Regions from separate parts of the Mus musculus genome. Here region 1 is linked to region 2. A link is a contact called in public HiChIP or PLAC-seq data. All regions are on one chromosome and are shown on one strand. Each heading gives the region's core, a stretch centred on a gene start, on an enhancer-like site or on the middle of the called end of the contact. The rest is flanking DNA. Distances are from core to core; before and after follow the strand shown. Region 1 overlaps Gm46288 (a long non-coding RNA gene). Region 2 overlaps Nxn (nucleoredoxin).

Region 1 (4,789 bases), core at 429-2,928, 390 kb after region 2:
ATAGTCCGAGAGACCAAATGTGTGCAGAGATCGGCTTCCTTGCTGACAGCAGAGACAGAAGAAACACAGCGGGAGAGGAGAGCCATGCTGCTGGGCTCTCACAGATGGTCTAATGTGTCGTCCTGTAGCGGAGAGCGTCTAAAAACCGGCGGTGACGCGCCCTCTGCTGGACTAAGGCCGTTCTGCAACCAGCGGACTCTGTAAAGCTAGGTTGGACAGCGACAGGAAGGAAGCTCAAATCCAAACAGCATCGTCATATTATCCCTGCTGGTTCCTCCCAAAGACCAACTCAAACTCCCCAAAGGCTTACGTCTACATAGACAGATCCAGTATCTCGCTCCCCTAACCACCCGCAACTTCCCTACCGCCCAAGAACACAAACTTATAAGGAATGAATGATGGGTTAAAACTCCTCACTGTACTGGCCAAAATCATGATCTCCTTTAGTTTCTCAGTACCAGTATTGGACGCGCTCTTTGGAAAATACTGAACTAACTGGTTTGAGGAGCAGTCAGTAGTATTTATGAATATTCGTAAGGCTCTGGGTTCCATCCCCAACACCAAAGAGAGAGAGAGAGAGAGAGAGAGAGAGAGAGAGAGAGAGAGAGAGAATCTGCGTGACTTTATATAGACTTTGTAAGTGCTGGGGATGGAACTTGGGGACTCACAAGGCAAATGTTCTAATGCTAAGCCATAGCCAAGCATGATTATCTTTTCCTTGATTTATTATTTTGGGCGTTGGGGGTGGAACCCAGGGCCTTCAGCATGCTGAGAGTTGCTGTACTGCTGAGCTAGACCTCGGCCCTTTCACCCCCATTTTCTGCAGTAATGAGAAATGGATAATGATGCAGACAGCTGCAACGGCAAGGTCCATATCTTACTTATTGGCATCTCTGTTCCCAGGATTTTCTTAAAAGGTTTTAACGCCCGCCCCCCCCCCCCACTAATCTCTTCTAAACAGTGGTAATTATAAATCCCCAACAAAAACCCAGAGGCTTGTGTGCCTCTCTCAGGCTTTTCATTTTAATAGATCCACTAATTAAAAGGTATAATTTAACAAATAATGACCTAATCATCTCACTCTGAAATCAGACGGAAACCCACTACTAAAATGTTGGACTGGGTAGCGATAATGGATCCGGGCTCAATTCAGCCCCCTGCTGGGTCCAGCCTGGCCCTCTTCCAGCTGCCTTTGATTAGCTGCAATGGTTTTCCAAGCCATTTAGAGCACACCCACTAGAGAGAGGAGAAGTGAGCAATTTAAGGGGCTAAGTGGTTTTTTGGACCCACTCCCACTGCTGACAGCACAAGACAGAATGCTTACCCCTTCCTCACCCTTAGTCACCGTCACTTGGTCAATCCCGTTTTCTCCCCTTCCTTCTCTGCCCCCTGCGGGGAGAACGCTGCTTGAGCAGTGGGAAGCAGGAAGGGGTTGTGGCAAGGAAGAATAGCCACGAAACCAGGTGATGCCCCTCGTATCCAACATCGGAAGTGGTTAATGAAACAACAATAAGTCAGGAAGGCAAGATTGCTTCCCACCTACCCCACCCCCTCCGTTCGCTGGGAATAGGGCATCTGTGCCAGGTTAAAAATAGCCTTGTGTTCTGAAACCTCCCCCGCTGCCCGAGCTCACGCCAGTCTCCTGTGCCACCCAGGGCTCAGAAGGAACTCATTCTGCATGGCAGGAGAGCCTCAAAGGCTGGCCCCTTTCTGGAGTCCTAAGGAGACTGGGGACTTTGAAGACAGCAGGGAGTGGCAAAGGCTCCCTCGTGCGGCTGAGGCAGGAACTGCTAGATGAGACCCAGGAGGATACAAGGCCTTGTAGGGCTTGTAGGGTTTTGGGAGCAGTGTGCCTGCTCGAGGAAGCAGTTTCCAAGTCTTGCTCCGTTGTTCTGGTTTCCTTTCTGATCTTGTGATAAAACTCTCTGACCAAAAGCAACCTAAGGGCTTATTTCATCTTACATATATATGCAAGTCACAAGTCCTTCGTTGAGGGAAGTCAAGGCAGGAACCTGAAGTGGGGACTGTTTGCTAGTCCATGAAATACTACCTCTGACAAGGATATGAACTCATGGCCCAAGAAAGTACAGCAGGAGCCATGACAGATGCTACTTCCTAATTGGCCGACATGTGGTCTCATGCCTAGTTAGCTTTTATATATATATATATATATATATATATATATATATATATATATATATATATATAAAACCACCTGCCTAGGGCTGGTGCTGCCCACAGTGGGCTGGGCCCTCCTGCATTGATTAATAATAAAACATTCTCCCACCATCAGATCTAGACAGTTCCTCAGCTGAGGCTCCCCTCTTAAATGACTCTGTGTCAAGTCATGACTGTGTCAAGATGACAGTGGAAGCCAACTAGGACAGTTGTATTCCTATCCCCATGAGCATAGCTTGAAAAGCTACCTCCATTCATTTGTGGGGTTCAAGAAGGACACTAGCCTATCGGGTGGTGGACCACACCTTTAATCCCAGCATTCCTGAGAGGTGGCTTAGTGGATCTCAGAGTCCTCCTCCTTGCAAAGCTGTTAGTTTCTGAGGGGCCACAGCCAGTCTCCCTTCACTCTGTTGTGTGTCTGCTCTGTGGCTGTGAAGATAGTGGTCCTGAGACCCAGGCCTGTATTAGATTTTCATCATTGTAGTAAAACACCTGAGATGGGCTTGCTTTATAAAGGAAAGAGGTTTATAGGGCTGGGGAGATGGCTCAGTGATGAAGAGTTTTGCTGATCTTATAGAAGACGTGAGTTTAGTTCCCAGGACACACACTAGCAGGCTCACAATTGCTGTAACCCCACCTCCAGGGGACCCGATGCCTTCTTCTGGCTTCCAGGAGCATCAGCACACTGTGGCACACATCCACACACATCCATATACATAAATAAAAATCGATTTTAAAAATAGAGAAAAGAAGTTTACAGGCCTAGCAATGCTGACACCTTGGGGAAGGGCAGGCTCAGGAGACAGAGGCCAGTGTAGGGCTGCATGAGTCTCTCTGTCTTGGAAAGTCAAAACTAGGGCTGATAAGATGGCTTCATGGTAAAACATGCTTGCCTCTTGTAGTTGTTTCAATATGTTTGGCCCAGGAAGTGGCACCATTGGGAGATGTGGCCTTGTTGGAGGACATGTGTCACTATGGAGGAAGAACTCTGAGGTAATATATATGCTCAAGCTCTGCCCAGTGTGAGACACAGTAGTCCTCTCCTTGTAGAGCACTCAGCTCCTTCCCAGCACCGTGTCTGCCTGCGTGCCGCCATGCTCCCCGCCATGGTGATAGTAGACTAAAACCTCGGAATCTGTCAGCCAGCCCCAGTTAAATGTTTACCTTTATAAGAGTTGCCTTGGTCATGGTGTCTCTTCACAGCAATGGAAACTATGCAGACCTGATGACCAGAGGTCCATCCCCAGAGTGACTTAAAAGCCGACTGTGGGGGCTGGAAGGATGGCTCAGTGGTTAGAGCACTTGTTGTTGCAGAGGACCCAGATTTGATTCCCAGAACCCACATGGAGGCTCACCACCTCCTCGGGCATCAGGCACACAGGTGGTGCACAGGCCTACATGTAGGCAAAACACTCATACACATAAAATAATAATAATAATAATAATAATAAAATAAAGAACCCAACAACAAAACAGCTGTGGAGGCACACATCTTGAGTCCCAGGGCTCCTCTCTAGAAAGGCGGGAGATGAGAGAATCACCTTGGAAGCTCTCAGGTCAGCCGCGCTGCAGTAAACAGCAAACGCACAGAAATAAGAGAGCAGACCCTGCCTCCAGCCAGCAAGGTGGGAGTGCAGAACTGATTTCCACACGTTTTCCTCGGACCTCCATATCCGCTGCGTGACCCGAGACTGCCTGTATTCCTGTGCTCATATTCGTATATTCACACCTGTTTATAAATTAAATATAACAGCTGGCCATACTGGCACACACCTTTAATCCCTGCACTCAGGTGGCAGAGGCAAGTGGATCTTTGTGAGTTCAAGACCAGCCTGGTCTACATAGAGTTCCAAACAAATAGGGGGGTCACTGACAGAAAGAGAGGGGCTGCTTGGGGGTAACTGTGGGTAAAGTGCTTGGTGTTTAAGCCTGACAACCCGAGTTCGGATCCCCAGGACCCTTGTAGAAGTTAGACACCAGGGCTAGAGAGAGGCTCACCAGTTACGAGCTCTTGTTGCTTTTCCAGAGGACCCAAGTTCAGTACTCAGCCCCCAAGTTACGCAGCTCACAAGCACTGTTTCTCAAGCTCTAGGGATCCAGTGATAACTCTGCATGCCTGTACTCAGCATGCTCATACCCATTCGCAGATACGTAATCTACAAATATGTAATAATGAAAAAAAGTCACGTGTAGTAGTGTGAGCACCTGCACTTCCATCTCTCCTACAGGAAAATGGGAGGCAGAGAGAAGAGACTCTCTGGAGGCTTCACGTCCACCTAGCCTGAGGTATACAGTGGTCCATCTAGCCTGAGGTATACAGTGGTCCACCTAGCCTGAGGTATACAGTGGTCCACCTAGCCTAAGATATACACTGGTGAAAAACAAGGAATTCTGTCTCAAACAAGGTGGAAGGTGAAGGATGGACAGTGGAGGCCATGCTCTCACCACACAGGGTGGCATTCTTGCCTCCCTAAAAAAGCTAAAAAAGGGAGGCACAGTGGCACACAGCTGCACACCTAGCATGCAGGCAGGAAGATGTTTAAGGCCAGACTGGACTACATAGTGAGAGCCTGTCAGAAAACAGGGAAAGAGGACAGGGAGAGGGGAAGGG
Region 2 (5,009 bases), core at 1,518-4,017:
CAGAATGGTGAGCAGAGGCGCCGCCTCAGGCAGGTTGGTGTAATCTCTCAGGGAGTCAGTCATGTCATCCTGGAAGTCACCAGAAGGGCAAGAAAACCAGTACATTTTAACAAGAGAGTCTCCTGAGTCCAGTCCTTAGAGTGTATGGCACAGGGACAGTGTCAGCACACTGGGGGGGGGGGGGGGCTTCTATCGGGAGGATAAGGACCCTACCTTCCCTTAGGGAGAAGGATGAACAATTCCCCTGCATCCCACAGCCCAGGTTTCTTCATGAGCATGAAAGTGACTTTAACATGCCCTCTGCCTTTTAAAAAAAGGGTACAATTTTAAGTCCTAATCGCTAGGTTTTGCAACCAGCTCTCAATTCTTTGCAGCCCCACTGTGGATTATCTGAGGCTAAGTCAGGAATTCAACTCTGGAATCTTTTTCAACAACAGCTTACTGTCTCCCATGCCCTGTGTGAAGTGAAGGCAGGAGGAGTACAGCCAGCCTGGGCGCTACTCCACTGTGTTGGTCTAAGAAGCTGGTGCCTTGCCATGTAATCCCTGCTACTGGGCCGGTGAGTTCCCTCTGCTCAAACACCCCTCATCCAAACAAGCAAACAGGGCCAAAGACAAGGAAAAACTCTTATGGAGGAGCCACTATTTGAGGTGACCTTTCATGAGACAGACCTCATTTAGAGCCTGGTGGGAAATGGGACTTCACACTGTACAACATATAACACTCTAAATCTAATGAAAGGGTTTGAGTCGCTCGCCCAGCAGAGAAAGGGCTTGGGGTCTTCCTGGCCTTAAACAGGGGTGGAGAGAAGGAAGCATGAAACTTAAGCTCACTGGTTCCTCTGACAAAATCTATTACATTCCCAGACACTAAGGAGGGTTTCTGAGTGACATCTTCCCTTCTCATACCATAGCATACGCCTCCCGTAAGGCTGGATGCTTCTGTATCCTGGGCATGGATCGCCAGGTCCAGCCCTCCTCATGGGCTAATAGAACCCTTCACGATAAACAGAGGGAAGCACCTGGACAAACACTGTGCATATTATCCCTTCAGGAGGCCTGGACCAAGCCAAGAGCTCCAGTGCCTCCCCCTGAGCAAACCAGAGAGATGAATTTTAATGTTCTCAAAGGCTTTCAGATTAACCAGTGCTTGTCCCAAGCGACAGGACTGGGAAAGGACAACAAGAATTAAAGAACTCTCCCAGCCCTCGGCCACACTGATGGGAGCTCAGTTAATCAATGTCCACGTCCCACCTCCCTGTCTCCCTTCCCTTCTCCCCCAGGCCAGGTTATCTTGCTTCTGAGCGGAAGAACAGAGGGCTGGATCGAGTCAGTTGCCAAAGACTGACTGGTATCTCAGTGGAGCAATGGATGATGACATGGGGGACTCTGCCTAGCTTTCTGACACATGGGCAGCAGCCCCAAGTCTGTCTGTCCTTCTAGGCATGAACTGGTCCATTTGTCAGAAAAGGATGAGCCCTGTCACTGGAGTCACAGTAACCCCATCAGTTCCTTCTCTGCTACCTACTTTGTGGCCTTGGCAAGGGACATCAGTGGAGCCCAGATCCCATCCCTAACACCTAGGATGCTAAGAGAGGAAACCAGCCCCCGGTGCTCCCAGCCCTCCTCCCTGCTAAAGCCTATGTCCCTCATCTAGGAAACAGGATAATGAGTATTGTTCCCCGTGAGAGGGTGAAGAACAAAGGAGACCAGCAGGTGAAGTTCCTGGCAAGGCGCCTAGGGGACAGAGAACTTGCAAAGGCTTTTCAGCTGTGCTCCTGAATCCCCGCCTTGCCCCCGGCCTGGCCTTTCTCTTCTGCACCCATCTTTCTTAGGAGCTATTCTCCAGGGGTTAGAGTTTAATACATGCAGAGCTGCCTTGTTATGCTTTGTGTGGGGCGGCTGGGACCCCCCCAACTCTCCCCTGCAGGAGCCTGTGAACCCTCTTTGTTCCCCTCCACCCCAGAGCTGGGCAGGGCAACTGGGGCTGCCTGCAAGGGGCCCAGCAGGGCAGCCAGGGGTGGTTACTGAGGAGATGAATGGGTGGCTTAGGGTGTCTGTCTGGCCTCTCTTGTTTGTCTTCCTGTCCTTCTCTTGGGATCCAGTGTACAGGCTCTGACCAACTGGAGGTTCTGACCTGGGCAGGAAAAGCTGGAGGGTGGCCTCATAGAGTCTGTTGATGTGAGCCTCAGAGGGGTGCTGGGGTGGGGTAGAGAGGCAATGAGCATGTGCAGAAGGAGCCAGGAGAGCGCCTGCGCAGCCAATCACGGCCATCTTGCAGAATGCAGGTGCCTGTAGGATGCAGCCTCCCAGGCTTTCAGGGTGGCCGGGCACCTGCCATCATCTGACCCTGGGGATGTCCCCTGCTCAGTCTGGCACAGTGAGGGCTCAAGAACTAGGCCTTGAGAGCAACAGATGGGGGACAGCAGCAATTTCCAACCTCCCCAAGTGTCTTCAGCTGTGTTTTAAGTCGGGATCCCTGTGATGGCTAAGCCCGTGTTGCAGGCTGGCACAGTGGGATTAGCCAGGCTGGTACTATCTATGCAAAGCAGGGGCTGGTTCTGATCCAGCAGCACGGATGGGAGCAAGGATGTCTGTGCTGCTCTCAGCCGTGCGGGGGGTGGGGGGACGACACAGATCCGCTAGGGTTTCCTAAAGTTCTGAGGGCTGCTGAGTGAGAAGGAAGGGCGGGGGATACAGCAGGGATAGGAAGTGGTTTCTGATGACTAAGGGCACACCTTTTCCTCTTACATCTGCGTGTGGCACAATCAGCTCAGACCCAGAGGTCCCTTCAGACCTCCAGAAGCCAAGATCACTCATATCCTGCATGTACCCAGGACGCCAGGCCTGTCCTCCGCACTCACCTCCCCGGCCACAAAGAACAACAGCGGCGCCTCCTCTTCTTTGGCTTTGTACTTGGCAATGATCTTCTCAGCTATTGGCTGGATCAGCTGTTTGGCTGCCTCGGACTCTCCGTCGTCCTCAGAGTCTGTGACAGGGGAACAGAAAAAGAAGGACAAGCAACTCTAAATTGTCAAATCTCAGTGACCAGAGATGGGCCTGAGACACACTGGGCTCACTAGACACAAACAGCTCAGTGAGCAGTTCGAACCCTACCCACCAGCATGCAGCGCCTGCCATGAGGTTCTTCACAAACCTATACAGGGTTTGTATAGGTTGCTGCTCCCATGCCTACACCTGAGCCCCTAGGAGTGTTCTCCCAGTCACAGAGCCGAGGACTGTGGTCCCCTCTGCAGCTCTGGTGGTGATGGGACTCCACACCTGCTCCAAAGCTACCTGGTAGGCAGACCTGCTTGGGACGACCTGCAGGAGAACATGAGGAATGGCCACATGAGGCTGAGGCTGCTGAAGCCTGTGGTGGGAGTCAGCATAGCATCCTCACGAGGCACACAGAGGATACAGGAGTCTACCCACAGGTGTCATACTGCCCAAGAGGCTCATGGTGACCAGACACGATCTCTGGGGACACCTTCATCTAATTTACTATCCAACTTGTCCTGCTTCTCAGGGACTTGGTTTCCACATTTCTGGAGAAAGCCAAAATGTCCCGAATTGTCCCCAGGTTCAGAGCTCTTTCCAAACAGGGCCCAGGATGTGGGTGTGAGGACCTGCAACAGGCAAGACAACCCCACAGGAAAAAAAAATTCAAGACTGCTTCTCTGTGACAGGCCTTCCTACCTAAGACTGGCCCAGTCTGCTTATCAGCTCTGATGCTAGGGTCCCGAAACCAGACCCCAGAGAATGTAGCAAGGTGCTGAGGGTACTCCCCAGGCCTCCTTGGCCATGGGTGGTGAAAGCATCCTGAGTCATGCCACAGTCTGCAGGGATACTTTCCTATCTTTCTACTTAGCCACGAGACATAGCTTCTGAGGGTGAAGGAGCGGGGTTCCACCTGGTAGAGCCGGGCCAGCTCTAGTGGCTCCCCGGAATTGCTCATTAGAGCATAGGAAAGTGGCAGCAGGCCTGGATGAGCCTTAGCCCGAGGGGGCCCCACCCCCTACAGCTGCTATGCAAGCAACACCCTCCCCATCTCCCTTCCCAACAAAGGGTCTGTTCATGGGGGGCTGGGGCCATCTTCCTGCCTGACCTGTTGCCCAGCTGGCAGCAGGAGCAGTAGCTGCTCCAGACCACCGCCTGCAGGGGGATAGCCATGAATAAATCATTGGGGTCAAAAGCAAGGCTGCTAGGGAGACAAAGACCCCAGATCAACACTGTTAATGGTAGAGAGTGGCTGGGGGCAGGGGATACTATCTGCCTCCCATGAGAGGTCCATTCTGACCTGCCTTCCACTTTCCCTCCAGCTCCATACCTACAAAAAGGACGAGGCAGGGGCCCTCGTTGAGCTGCACAGCGTTGGAGTCAGAGAGCTCCAGCACGGGCTTCGGGTGCCACGGGAACTCCCTGCAGTCCTCGTCATTGAGCACCTCCACCCGACCCTGCCGAGTGATCACCTCCCCCTGCGGGTCCAGCACGATGAGCGTGGGGATGCCTGCAAGAGAGTCACGACGCTTAGCTGGCCATTGTCCTGAGACAGGGTGGAGCCTGCCTTCCAGATCAGGGACATTCACATTCTCACAGTAAGGATCCAAGCCAGGTCTGGTCCCGGAAGCCCTGGGCTAAAAGTAAGCCCAGTTGCTGACCAGCGACAGAACCGCTCCGGGTCTGTGTGGAGTCGCTCCAAGGAAAGCTGAGGGAGTCGGTGTCTTGGAGTTCTCTGGGGTGATACTGTGAAGGAGCTGGAGCCCCCCCTCCCCCCTATCCCAGCTCCATCAACAGCAACTGAGTGACAAACTCAGAGATCAGAACAACAGATACCAACACTCATTTAGTGTGCATGAGGCTTGGGGTCGGTCAATCCTGGTGTGCACACACATCTGTGTGCAGCGCATGCACTCTAAGTACAGATCCCCATGTGAACATGGGGTGGGGGTGGAGGTGGGGAAGCGCACCCCAGCCTGGTTTACAGCTGCATGTGGGCTTCCCACCTCC

The links. HiChIP or PLAC-seq counts read pairs in DNA pulled down with a chosen protein or histone mark.
Region 1: a contact with region 2 is called in an HNF4G HiChIP or PLAC-seq map of pancreatic cancer cells. The contact joins two enhancer-like sites. A contact is called at or near these places in 9 of 484 Hi-C or Micro-C datasets (B cells, cerebellum, cerebral cortex and 2 more) and 2 of 115 datasets of contacts at active chromatin or transcription factors (T-cell acute lymphoblastic leukemia and pancreatic cancer cells).

What each region holds. Positions count from the first base shown.
Region 1 is chr11:76,646,008-76,650,796 of GRCm38.p6, forward strand. All of the region lies in intron 1 of Gm46288 (a long non-coding RNA gene), which reads left to right. Among named protein-coding and RNA genes, the nearest start is that of Gm46288, 22 kb to the left of the region's middle. Within about 2 kb of position 1,679, at least 51 of the 459 cell types and tissues checked have an H3K27ac peak or open chromatin away from gene starts, as enhancers often do. A contact at or near this core is called in pancreatic cancer cells, where this site is marked.
Region 2 is chr11:76,258,679-76,263,687 of GRCm38.p6, forward strand. It overlaps Nxn (nucleoredoxin), which reads right to left. Exons shown (of 8, transcript NM_008750.5): 6 at 4,330-4,509; 7 at 2,864-2,988; 8 at 1-69. Among named protein-coding and RNA genes, the nearest start is that of Mrm3, 17 kb to the left of the region's middle. Within about 2 kb of position 2,768, at least 88 of the 459 cell types and tissues checked have an H3K27ac peak or open chromatin away from gene starts, as enhancers often do. A contact at or near this core is called in pancreatic cancer cells, where this site is marked.